Regions from separate parts of the Mus musculus genome. Here all the other regions are linked to region 1. Evidence: chromatin contacts called from public Hi-C and promoter capture Hi-C data. All regions are on one chromosome and are shown on one strand. The core of a region is the stretch at or near the end of the contact, and the rest is flanking DNA. Distances in the headings are between cores, read along the strand shown. Region 1 holds the start of Carmil1 (capping protein regulator and myosin 1 linker 1). Region 2 overlaps Carmil1 (capping protein regulator and myosin 1 linker 1). Region 3 overlaps Carmil1 (capping protein regulator and myosin 1 linker 1).

Region 1 (3,547 bases), core at 603-3,102:
ACAAACCACAGAAGGGCAATGAAGAGAATACACCAAATGGTTAGCTGGAGAAGGGTCCTTCGAGCCACCATCCTTCCAAAATCACCAATATACAATACTGACTCAACACAAAAGTTCCTTTCAAAAGAGGGGTCAAATTCACCTTTTAAACATACTTAAGTACTGAGAACCGCTGATAAACAGCAGCATCTTTTTATTTCACCGTTTACACTTTATCTGGAGTCCAAATCACCTAAACTTCAGGTCCCAGGACAATGCTACATGATTTTCTAGAAATCTGCCACCCTTGGAGGCATCTTTGGAGCCTCCAGCGTTAGTTTCGTGTTCAGGCAGGGTGTTGGAAACACCCAGAACCGGATGGGCCACTCGATAATGTCTCAGAAAGAGTCTCGAAATTGAGGAGACAAAGTAGGGGGTGTGCACAAATACCTTACTTCGTGTGTGTGTGTGTGTGTGTGTGTGTGTGTGTTGGCATGTTTTCAGTTCAACAAAGGCAGAGTTCCATACAAAACGGGCAACAGCTTCTTCCCGCCAAGTTTTACCTGCAGAGTGAGCAGCTTTGCGGGGGCACACCATGCCCTCTCAAGTATCAATGCTGGGTGGACAGCAGAGGGGCAAATTCCAGACTATGGTGAATCGGTGAGAACGTTCCCTCCTTGTCAGCGCCCAGGGAATCCAGGGAACATCAAGTGTGTGCCCAGTATTCCTCAGGGAATACCAGTCACTGGAGCTCAAAGTACGTCCATAAAGTCATATTCACCTTAGTGCAAGTCAACGCACTCCACACGAGCATAAGCGCTGGTTTCCAGCGCTCCTAGCCCATTTGTCTTCTGCCATTTAACCTTTCCAGATAAAGCTAAGCTCCAGGACTTAAATTCCAAGCAATGCTCTCTCTGCCCTCTGCTCCAAAAGAAGACACCCCCTCCCCCAATAAGGGCCTCAAGCAAACCAGTCACCTGGCACAGGGTAACACACGTGTTCCCAAAGAGACTGAAGGTGGTCGGCAGGTTAATCATTATTAAAATGAGGCGTTTATCATTAACCCTCCATTTCCTGGACTGAGAAGGCATCGGCCGGGTAACCCTCTAGCTTCCAACTCAATCCTCAAAGCCACGCCTTGTCAGGCTGGGTCCTGACGCTGGACGGGCGCCTCCATCCCTGAGGCCGTCAGTAAGAGGGGCAGCCCCAAACGGGAATTTCCTGGAGGGTGCCTGACATGAGCCCGAGGGAACCTACAGTCGCCAGGCATCCTCCTTGCTAGGCTTTACCAGACTTTCCAGAGTTTGGGACCAGGGAGTTGGCCACTGGAAGGGACGCCCCTCCAGCTCCATCTTCCGCCAACCTGACTCACCTGGTGGGGCTGAGCAGGGAGATCTGCGTGGAGTCCCCCAGGGCTCCAGATTCCTCTCCACTCCTTCTTCTCTCTCTGCACCCAGTTCCTGCGGCCATCGGGCCAGCAAACTTCTAGCCTCTCCCCCCACCCCGCCCCCTCCCCCGGCGACCCTGCCCCACGCCACTTGCGCAGGAGAGCGCGGAGACTGCGAGAGGACGGAGATGGGAAGGGAGGCGGAAAGGAGGTGTGCGCAGAGAAAGATGGCCAGTCGGCCCCCGCGCCAAGCTTACCCATTAACTCCCGGGGGACATCGGAGCTCTCGTCGGTCATGGTTGCCCCACTGGGCGCGGGGAGATCCCGGGTCCCACTCTCTGACTCTCGGCCCCGCGCCCTTCTTCAGACCCTTTAATGTTTCCGCGAGGAAGCCGCAGCTTGCAAGGAAAGAGTGGGCCGGCCGGAGCAGCGGGGCGTTGATCCAAGGTTGCCGCGCGCCCGCAGTACCAAAAAAAAAAAAAAAAAAAAAAAAAAAAAATCCTAAGAGTTGAAAATCCGAGCTGGCTCTGCGGCCGTCGCTACATGCCTCCCTCTCGGCTCGCTGCTTCAGGGGCCGAACGCAAGGCGGCTGCAACACCGGCTTCTTCCCGGGCGGGCGCCGCGCAGCCCGGCCTCTGCGCCGCACCTTGGGCGTAGGTGAAGCGGAAGGCGAGGGTTGGGCCGCCTGGCTGGTCTCGGCCTCCTGCGGGCTGGGCTGGGCAGGGGCGGGCCGGCTCTGCTCTCCTCCTTCCCCTTCTCCCGCTCCTCCTCCTCTCCTTCACCCTCTCCTGCTCCTCCTCCTGGTCCCCCTGCGTCTCCTCCCCGCCTCGCGAGAGCGGCCTCCGCACGGGTCCCCGGCCGGCCTCCGGGCCTGGGCGCACGGTGCCCGGCGCGGGGCACAGCCCGGGGACCGACGCGGTGCTTGGCTGCGGTGGCTGCTGCCTTGACTGCTGCGGCGGCGCCGGGCTCGGCGCCCCTCCTCGCAGCCTCGCTTCGGTGCAGCAGACGCTTGCGTCTGGAGAGGGATAGACCGTGCAGTTGAGAGAGCCCGAGAGCCATCTGCTGGCTGCCAGCGTGGAGGGCCCGGGCTGCGCGAGGGTTTATCCCCCAAATCCAGGCAGGCCAATGGACCCTGAGGCTCAGAGCTGCAGAGCCCCCAGCGCGGAAGCTAGTGCTTTCTGAGATCCTTTCGTGCACTTCTGGATCTCGGGCCCCGCTGAGCCTTGTGTCTTCGCACCCTCATTGTTAATTCCCCATCTATGTTGATTAAGAGCTACATGCAATCAATAGACAACCGTAAGATGGCAAGACAGGGGCCCCTTTGGAAAATGCCTTTTAATGGCGACCCAGTCTCCTTAAGCTTGGGGCAAATCGGAGGACCAGACATGGTTGCCAAAAGCTGGAATATTCCTGCTGCTAAATCTGATTCAATTTTACCCAACCCATCCAACCTTCCCAGAGGAAAGATCTCAGGTTCTGGAGTACTTATGTGCACTTCCATCACCCAAAGAGAATGTCCCTGACTGACCAATCAGGTTCCTGCTTTAAAGGGTTGAAAAGAGGGAGAGGGGAAAAGAGGGGGAAACACTGGCCTCTGGCAGCTTAGGTTCTGTTATTGTAGTTGTATTGGTTGGTGGATGGGTGGGTGGGTTAGTTTTTGAGACAGGGTCTCAATATGTAACCCAGGTTGGCCTGGAACTTGCTAACTAGACCAAGCTTGTCATGTCTACAAAGCAAAGATCTGTCTCCCTCTGCCTTTCAGAGTGCCGGTGTCACAGGGAAACATCTGACTGTTAAGTCTACTATTGGTGGTTTGATTTTTTTTTTCCTTTTTTTTTTTTTTTTTTTTTTAAGTGTCTCACTGGTAGGCTAGGCCACAGTTCTCCTGCCTCGGCCTCCAGGTGCCAGGATCCTGGCATGTGCTATTAGGCTGAGTTGGTAGTCTGGTTTTGAAGACTGCTATGGACCTTGCTTTTCTAAGAACAATGTTTAGTTTCCTCTAGAGTACTGCTGGTTGAGCTCTTTCCTTGGGAAGACTGTAAACAGACACCCTCCTTGCAGGGCTCCAACCACAGAGTTCCGTTTCATCAAAGTCCATCTTGGAGAACCAATGTGGTTACTGGACTTACACAGAACACGGGTGAGGGGTTACTTACTGGAGTGTGGGTGACCCTAAAGCAG
Region 2 (3,547 bases), core at 434-2,933, 120 kb before region 1:
CACAATCAGAGCAGGGATTCGGCACGATCTAACAGCCTGCAACACTGATGGGACAACCAACCAAGACAGCCGGGTGCCTCTCAGTAGAGATCATAGCAGCAGCTCCTTATGCAATAGTGACTGTAACACTGGCGCAGCCATGAGGCACTGTTTTAGACATCCAGGCATTGCCTCTCTGTGGCACCCTTTCTTTGTACTTGCTACTCTACCACTTCTGTGAAAAAAAGGAGCTACACTGAAACAGGACACTTTTGGCCAGTTTGGCTCTCCCTAGCTACTTCGGGATCGGCAGCTCTTCCCTGATTGGTCCAATTCCATACCTAATTTGCATACTGTCCCACTAATAAAGAGTCTACCTGGGTTTATGTAACAGGATTCAAGGGTTCTAAATGGTCAAACTCTTCACATAGATCCTAAAAAAGAAACAGAAGACTGCTTCTGCCTTCATGACCTACTGGAAACAGACTCCCTGCCCCTTGGGTTACCACAGCTCCAGCGTCCAAGACCTGCAGCTGCAGGCAGGGTAACTAGTTCCTACCTCAACCTCTGTCTTGGCTACAAGCAAAGTGACTGGTTCCTGACTCAGCCTCAAAGATTCAACCTATGGTTGCACGTAGGAATTTGTTTCTGCAGGGCACCTACTGTTTCCAGCCCTCTAGATCTGCTGCCTCTGCCCCATTTACCCATAGCTTGTGGAAGCTCTAACACTCCTAACATTTCCTGAATGTTCTTGCTGTAAAGCAAGAATTCAAATCTCTCATTGCTTGGCAACTGGCTTCCTATTAGATTCAGTTATTAATTCTTGGTTAGTAAAGCCCTCCTTTGGTCAACCTTTTCTGTCTGTTCACTTCATTCTTGGACAGAAGGAGGTATGAACCTGGCTGGAAGGTGGGAGAATCAGCTGCCTTTTAGGGTGGCTGGGGACTGCTCCAGAGAAAGTTTCCCTTGCTGTTCCTCTCCACCACTGCGGAGACTCATCCCTCACCTCCCAGACTACCCTGCAGGCCTGTGCCTCTGTAAGCATGTACATTGCCAGCAAGTGCTCTCCTTAAAAGCACTCAAGATCTGAAATACTACAGGCAGGAGGCAGGGACTAATCCCAGCTTCCCTGACCTATCCAGCATGAGGGCAGGCATACAAAGCAAAACTGAGCAAGCACCCATCCTGAGGATGCTTCTAAAAGAAACCACTGGAGGCAGAGGGCCAGGATCCCCATTTAGCTTGTCCATGATAGGAAGAAAACATACCAGAATCTAGTAGGTCCCCTCAGCATAAAGCAATGAATGAATCCCCTAACCTCGATGCCCTCTTTATCCCCTTGCTGTGAAGATTAAGAGATGTGTTTTCCTAAGGTTGGCCTATCTACCTTCATGTTCCAAAAAGGCCAAGAGTTTCCAGAATACCCCTCTCACCACCAGGAACGATGCACCACAAATCACCATACATATTTATGAGGTTTTAGCCTCTCTCAGCACTCCTCATGGTCAACAGGAAGGCATTTCCCACAATCTATGGAACACATCCTCCCACCAGAAAAGCATCCTAAATTGCTGATAGTCTCCTCTCCACCCCACCCCCACTCCCTCACCCCCACAAAACCATCCACGGAGTCTGTTTCCTAAGCCACCATCAATCTTAACATGGTGACTCATGCCTATAATCCTATGGAACTTAATGCAGAAGGATGACTGAGAGTCCTGACCAGCCTTGGGCTAAATAGTAAGATGCCCTCCAATCCCCTTCCTATCCTCCCTGACCCAGAAAAAAGGAGTTAGAGGGGAAAGAAGGAAGAAGTAAAGAGAGGTTACAGGAAGAGGAAGATGAAGTGACAAAGGAGGAGGAACAAGAGGAGGAGCAAGAAATGATGGTGATAATAGTGGAGGAGAGGTGATAGTAGCATGTGGTGGTGGAGGTAATAGAGAGGGAGGTGTCTGTGGTGGTAGAGTGATGGTGGGGGTGCTGCTGTGGTACTGGTGATTGTTACAGTGGTGGTGGCACTGAAGGTCCTGGTGGAGCTGGTCCTGGTGCTGGTGGTAGTGGTGGTGACAATGATGGTGATGGTGGTGGTGATGATTGAGGTACTGGTTGTGGTGGTGGTGGTGGTGGTCTTAAGTGGTCTGAGAGAAGAAGACGTAAAGGGAGAAGGACAAGAGGGAGGTATTTTCACATTTGTGAATCTGATGAAGAACAAAGACTTTGCTGCTCCATAGGAACTCACAGTGGGGAAAGGCCTGGGAATATCCTCCGCAAGCAGGTGCCTATGTGAGCCAGCACTTCACTCACATCCTCTGGGGACACCATCTTCATGGACATGTTACACTTCTCAGTCTCCACAACCATCTGCAAAAACAAACAGCACACTCAACACGGAGCCCGATTTCTTCCCTCTATAACAACAAAGTGATGGGTATAAGAAACATTCCAATGGTGGGAATACACACTGGTCCAGCAACAATGTGTGTTCTCACAAACTAAAACCCTAACCACCATGGAACACAGCTGTATCACTCTTGGGAATACATCTAAAAGATGCTAAGTCAACATACCACATACTTGCACATCCATGTTAGTTGCTGCAATCGTCTCAATAGCCAGGAAATAGAACCAGCTTATTCAGTTAAATTACTTTTAACTGTTAATTTGGCACAGCCTAGAAACACTAAGGAAGAGAATCTTTATTTAAAAATTGAGTGAATCAGACTGGGCTGTGAGGATGTCTGTGGTGGATTGTCTTGATTGTTAACTAATGTGAAAAGAGTCAGCCTACTGTGAGTGGTATCAATCCCTAGGCAGGAATTCCTGAATAAAATACAAATGGATAAGTAGACCCAAGTATAAGCAAGCAAAGATTGATTCGTTTATTCTCTGCTCTTGACAATGAATGTGATCAGGGAACTGATAGGGACCCCAAAGGCCAAACTGATTGCAACAAACCTCCCTGGTGACATCCTCATTCAAGTCTGAAGCTATCCTGAGAAACATCTGCCCAAGCTTGTGTTAGCTTTGAGATAACTGGTTTGTCACTTCTTTTATTTTTTTTAGAGTGTTTTAAAGAGAAGAAATCTTATATTATAAAATGCTTAAATAAAAGTTAATCATCTTTTTTACTAGAAGCAAAGGGAAATTCATAACATTATTAAAAAGTCAACCTGTCTATACAGAGAGAAACTTGCCAGGGACAACACTGAAACCAGCAAAGTAATAAACTCTTCTGCTAGGCTTCATGGCAAAGGGCGAGACTACAGACATTAGAAAGCTGAGATGTATTCTTCACCTGGTCCTGGAAATGAGTTTAAATCCACCTGAAAAGAGAGTGAGGCACGAAGCAGGTGACTTGCTCATGATGGGAATCTTTCTCAAGAAAGTCACTCATCGCTTTCCTAAAAGATGCCATTACCATAACTCTCCAAGTAGCCATTGCAATTCAAAACATCCTAAATATTTGTTCCCTGTTGTCACTTAAATGTATACAAAGGGAAACAGAATTCCATGTGCAATTAGCCAGGGAGAGTAACAAAGCAATGCTTGCAGTATGCTTTAGATTTGT
Region 3 (3,547 bases), core at 670-3,169, 81 kb before region 1:
ACATGCAGAGAGCATCTCACTTCACCTGACCTGTGCCACCTACCAGGGTGCTCCTCCCATCAACTGACAGCGAGAAGAAAGAAGCCAAGCCATGACACCAGCCCCTTATTCACTTGTTCCATGCCAAAGTCTCCCCCACCACTGGGAGATCTTGCATGCTCTGCAGAACCTTGTTTAGTCCCACCAAACCAAGTGTTGTCCACCTTTCACCTATCTAAAAGCTCATATATATCCTTTAAGGTCCTTTCCAAAATCCCAGATATTGAACATGCACCACTGTGCATGGGCAATTCACAAAGAAGCTGATGGTGTTCCTGGGCCATGGATAGTGTGACAGCTTTAATCCCAATGCCTCCAGGAAGTACTTCCCACCATACCACAGGAAGTGGACCGTACTCCTAGGCCATGAATAGTGTGACAGCTTTCATACCAATGTCACCAGAAAGTCCCTCTCACCATACCACAGGAAGTGGACAGTGTTCCTAGACCATGGATAGTGTGACAGCTGTAATACCAATGTCACCAGAAAGTCCCTCCCACCATACCACAGGAAGTGGATACTCCTGACTCCCTGCGCTGCCCCACCCCCACCCTCACCCCTACTCCATGTCTTAGACACAACCTTGTGGTCTGAAAACACCAAAAAGTCAGGACTTAGCACATTTGCTTTTTTTTGTTCTCAATTCAACAATCACACTAATAACAAGTATTAGCCATTAGGCAATCCCCACATACATTATCTTAATTCTAAAAGCAGTCCTGTGAACAGACAGAATATTCACTAACCAAGAACTGCAAGAAAGGGGTGGGGGGGGAGCTGCAGAATTCCCAGATCTGAGAGTGGGGAACCAGGGTTCCCACCAGTCTTTCTGAGTCCAAGGCTAATTAATACACAGCACACTATCTTGCCCCGAAGGCATACAGTAATGCCTACTTAGTGAACAAAGGCAGACAAACAAACCTGGTTACACTAGCTTCCTTTCATTTTCCCATTTTCTTTTTCTTTTTTTTAAAGATGGGGTTGTGCTATGTGGCTTAATGGGCTCGGAGGCCCACCGGTTGCTCTCAGACTTGTGGGAACGCCTCAACCTCCAAACTACTGTCTGTTGACTATAAGACACATCGTCACATCGGGCTTACACAAGTTACCAAAGAGACAGAAAGACCCCAAGGCATTCCGGAAGCTACACAACTGCATGGGGTAGGGAACTCCTTCAGAGTGGTACCCAAACAAAACAAAACAAACAAACAACAACAAAATGCACGCTGTAATTTCAGTCCCACAAGCAATTGTGCCAGGGAGACAGTTCACAACTATGTCCCATTTTCCTTTACTAGTGAAGCCATCCATGTTTTGACAGTTGACAACTAAATACAGCCTCAAAAATAAACAGTGAGGAAAGGCCAGTCACCTCCAGGCTGATGTGCGTCATAACAACGTTTTCCCACAGAACTGGGAACACAGGGGACGATACAAGAAGCCCCTTCCTTTCCTTCCTTCACCTTCCCCCTCTTGCCCCTAGCTGCAAGAGAGCTGGGGGAGGGGGCAGAAACCGCAGAGTTCCCAGGTCTGATGTAAAAATATTCACATGTCACCGCATGGAGAAGGTCCCCTATTGAGCTAGTTTCCAGTGGTTATATTCCCTGGTGTGTTTTTGTGCCTGCTGTAACAGCGTGCTGAGGGAGGGCTAAGGTAAAGCCCCCTACACCTTTAAGAAGGTGACAAGGAAAACCAGCTCAGCAGAGGAGACACCAGGAACAGAGCCAATGCCTTGACACCTTCTTGGGAAGCAGAAGCATCCAAAATATCAGCTTGGTTCGCATCCAGAGAAAAAAATATACTTCTGCAGCAGGCAGGCTTCCTGCAAGGCCAGGAGGGAGCTTCGACAGCTCTGAGGCGGGGAGAAAAGCCAGCCACTGTAGCTCCATCACAAACAAGGGCCTTTCAGCCTCCCTGCCAAGGTTCCCAAGCCACCGGGAACATCCACACCCAAGTAACTCTGGCACTTCAGAGAGCAGGGGTTTATCCACAGCTGGTGCCCTCCCTAAAAGGGTTTTACTGATGAAAGAAGCTACTATGACCCGAGACCCAGCCCTCCCTGCAGGACATAGTCCACAACTTCTTAGAGACTTCTCTCCATCCACCTCACCTCAATGCTCAGTGAGGAACAGGGGCCTCGAGAGCTGGCAGATGGATAGGAAGGAATGGGCGTGGGCAGCTGTTAACACACACACACACACACACACACACACACACACACACACACAGAGCCTCCAAGGAGGGTACAAATGGATTCCAAGAGAAGCAGCTATGATGATTTCTGAAAGACCTTGGGGAAAAACAAAATCAAAATACAGTGCGACCATCAACTGCAAGGGAGCAAACTCGATGGCTGTGTTGGAAGCAAAGCCACAAGCAGGCAGCTGGACATCGCTCTAATGCTGGCCGTGGCACTGAGCATGCCGTGTGCTGAAACCTAGTTATTCTGAGTTCCCTTCCTGGGACCCATCCCCAAAGCAGGACCCAAGATAGACCAAAGCATCCTGGGCACGGCTCAATGCTAAAGTGTTTGGCTGGCACTAAGAGGTCCTGGGCTCAATCCTCAGCTTTATCAGATAGATGGCAGGTGGGCAGACGATTATAAGGGCAGTCTTAAAGTCAAAATCACAGAGAATAGGGCCACACAGGCTGTTCCTTGTTAACCCTCAGTCAGGGGGAATCAAAGCTGTCCTAACGACCATTTTGTTAAAATGATAACTCTTCTCTGTGGATCAGTAATTCTACCATTCTGTGTATTACACTCGGCAACACAGCATATTTTGTCCAGTTAAATATTTTGATTTAAAAAGAATGAGTCTAGGACAAGTGTAGGTATAAAAACGCTAAGCTAGCTATCATATTAAAGTATATTCAGGATCATTGCAGAGATGCAAACTTCTTAACTCTACACCCTGTTGTGTACAATGGTGCACAACCATAATCCAGCACTTGGGAGGACAACACAAGAAAACCAGGAGTTCAACATGAGCCACAGCTCCTAAGCAAGAATTCTATTTAAAAAAAAAAAAATCCACATCTAGATATTTCAACTATTTCGGAAATGTACCAAGAAAGAACACAAAAGTTAAGTTGTCGGATTTAAACGTTTCCACAGGAAAAACCCAGAACTGTCAGGCCCCCATGTTGTCATTCTCCAGGTGGCATACTCTGAGACACCTTGCTGGGTCTCCCATGTTGACTGTCTGCCCTGGGTTTCATCTGCAAACCCTGATTAGTATGCACGAGGTGTTAGGCAGCCTTGACTACCTGCTCTTGAGTTCTAAGAGTGACATATTGAGCTAATTTAACCCAATGGCTTTGCGATGTTCTCAGCTTCTTTGCAATCGCCTGCTTTGCCAGGGCAGGGAAATGGAAATTATTTCAAGAAATGGTAAAAGTGCACTGTGCTTTAGGGAAGAACGTATTTCCCTTAGGACCGTTCTCAGAACCTGTGCATCTCTGACCTCTTATTTAAGTTGAACAATACTTTCAAGTAACAAAGACATA

The links. Promoter capture Hi-C pulls out the DNA fragments that hold promoters and counts their contacts. A called contact is a pair of places that touch in the nucleus more often than the background predicts.
Region 2: a promoter capture Hi-C map of trophoblast stem cells shows a contact between it and region 1, with 2.1 times the contacts expected there. The contact joins the enhancer-like site here to the promoter of Carmil1 in region 1. A contact is called at or near these places in 8 of 39 promoter capture datasets (3T3-L1-derived adipocytes, the C10 cell line, cranial neural crest and 5 more), 1 of 15 datasets of contacts at CTCF or cohesin (the NIH/3T3 cell line), 2 of 484 Hi-C or Micro-C datasets (B cells and conventional dendritic cells), 9 of 115 datasets of contacts at active chromatin or transcription factors (the NIH/3T3 cell line, astrocytes, embryonic limb bud and 6 more) and 3 of 9 other capture datasets (adipose tissue, liver and pancreatic islet).
Region 3: a Hi-C map of cerebral cortex shows a contact between it and region 1, with 2.1 times the contacts expected there. The contact joins the enhancer-like site here to the promoter of Carmil1 in region 1. A contact is called at or near these places in 2 of 39 promoter capture datasets (the HPC-7 cell line and hematopoietic stem and progenitor cells), 1 of 15 datasets of contacts at CTCF or cohesin (the NIH/3T3 cell line), 7 of 484 Hi-C or Micro-C datasets (the G1E-ER4 cell line, cerebral cortex, embryonic stem cells and 4 more), 5 of 115 datasets of contacts at active chromatin or transcription factors (astrocytes, embryonic forebrain, embryonic stem cells and 1 more) and 2 of 9 other capture datasets (adipose tissue and liver).

The regions. Positions count from the first base shown.
Region 1 is chr13:24,278,938-24,282,484 of GRCm38.p6, forward strand. Carmil1 (capping protein regulator and myosin 1 linker 1) reads right to left here and starts at 1,853. Exons shown (of 38, transcript NM_026825.3): 1 at 1,624-1,853. The coding sequence starts at 1,663.
Region 2 is chr13:24,162,583-24,166,129 of GRCm38.p6, forward strand. It overlaps Carmil1 (capping protein regulator and myosin 1 linker 1), which reads right to left. Exons shown (of 38, transcript NM_026825.3): 5 at 2,219-2,340. Among named protein-coding and RNA genes, the nearest start is that of Gm33573, 15 kb to the right of the region's middle. Within about 2 kb of position 1,684, at least 4 of the 459 cell types and tissues checked have an H3K27ac peak or open chromatin away from gene starts, as enhancers often do. A contact at or near this core is called in trophoblast stem cells, where this site is marked.
Region 3 is chr13:24,198,187-24,201,733 of GRCm38.p6, forward strand. The region is part of intron 2 of Carmil1 (capping protein regulator and myosin 1 linker 1); the gene reads right to left. Among named protein-coding and RNA genes, the nearest start is that of Gm33573, 20 kb to the left of the region's middle. Within about 2 kb of position 1,920, at least 27 of the 459 cell types and tissues checked have an H3K27ac peak or open chromatin away from gene starts, as enhancers often do. A contact at or near this core is called in cerebral cortex, where this site is marked.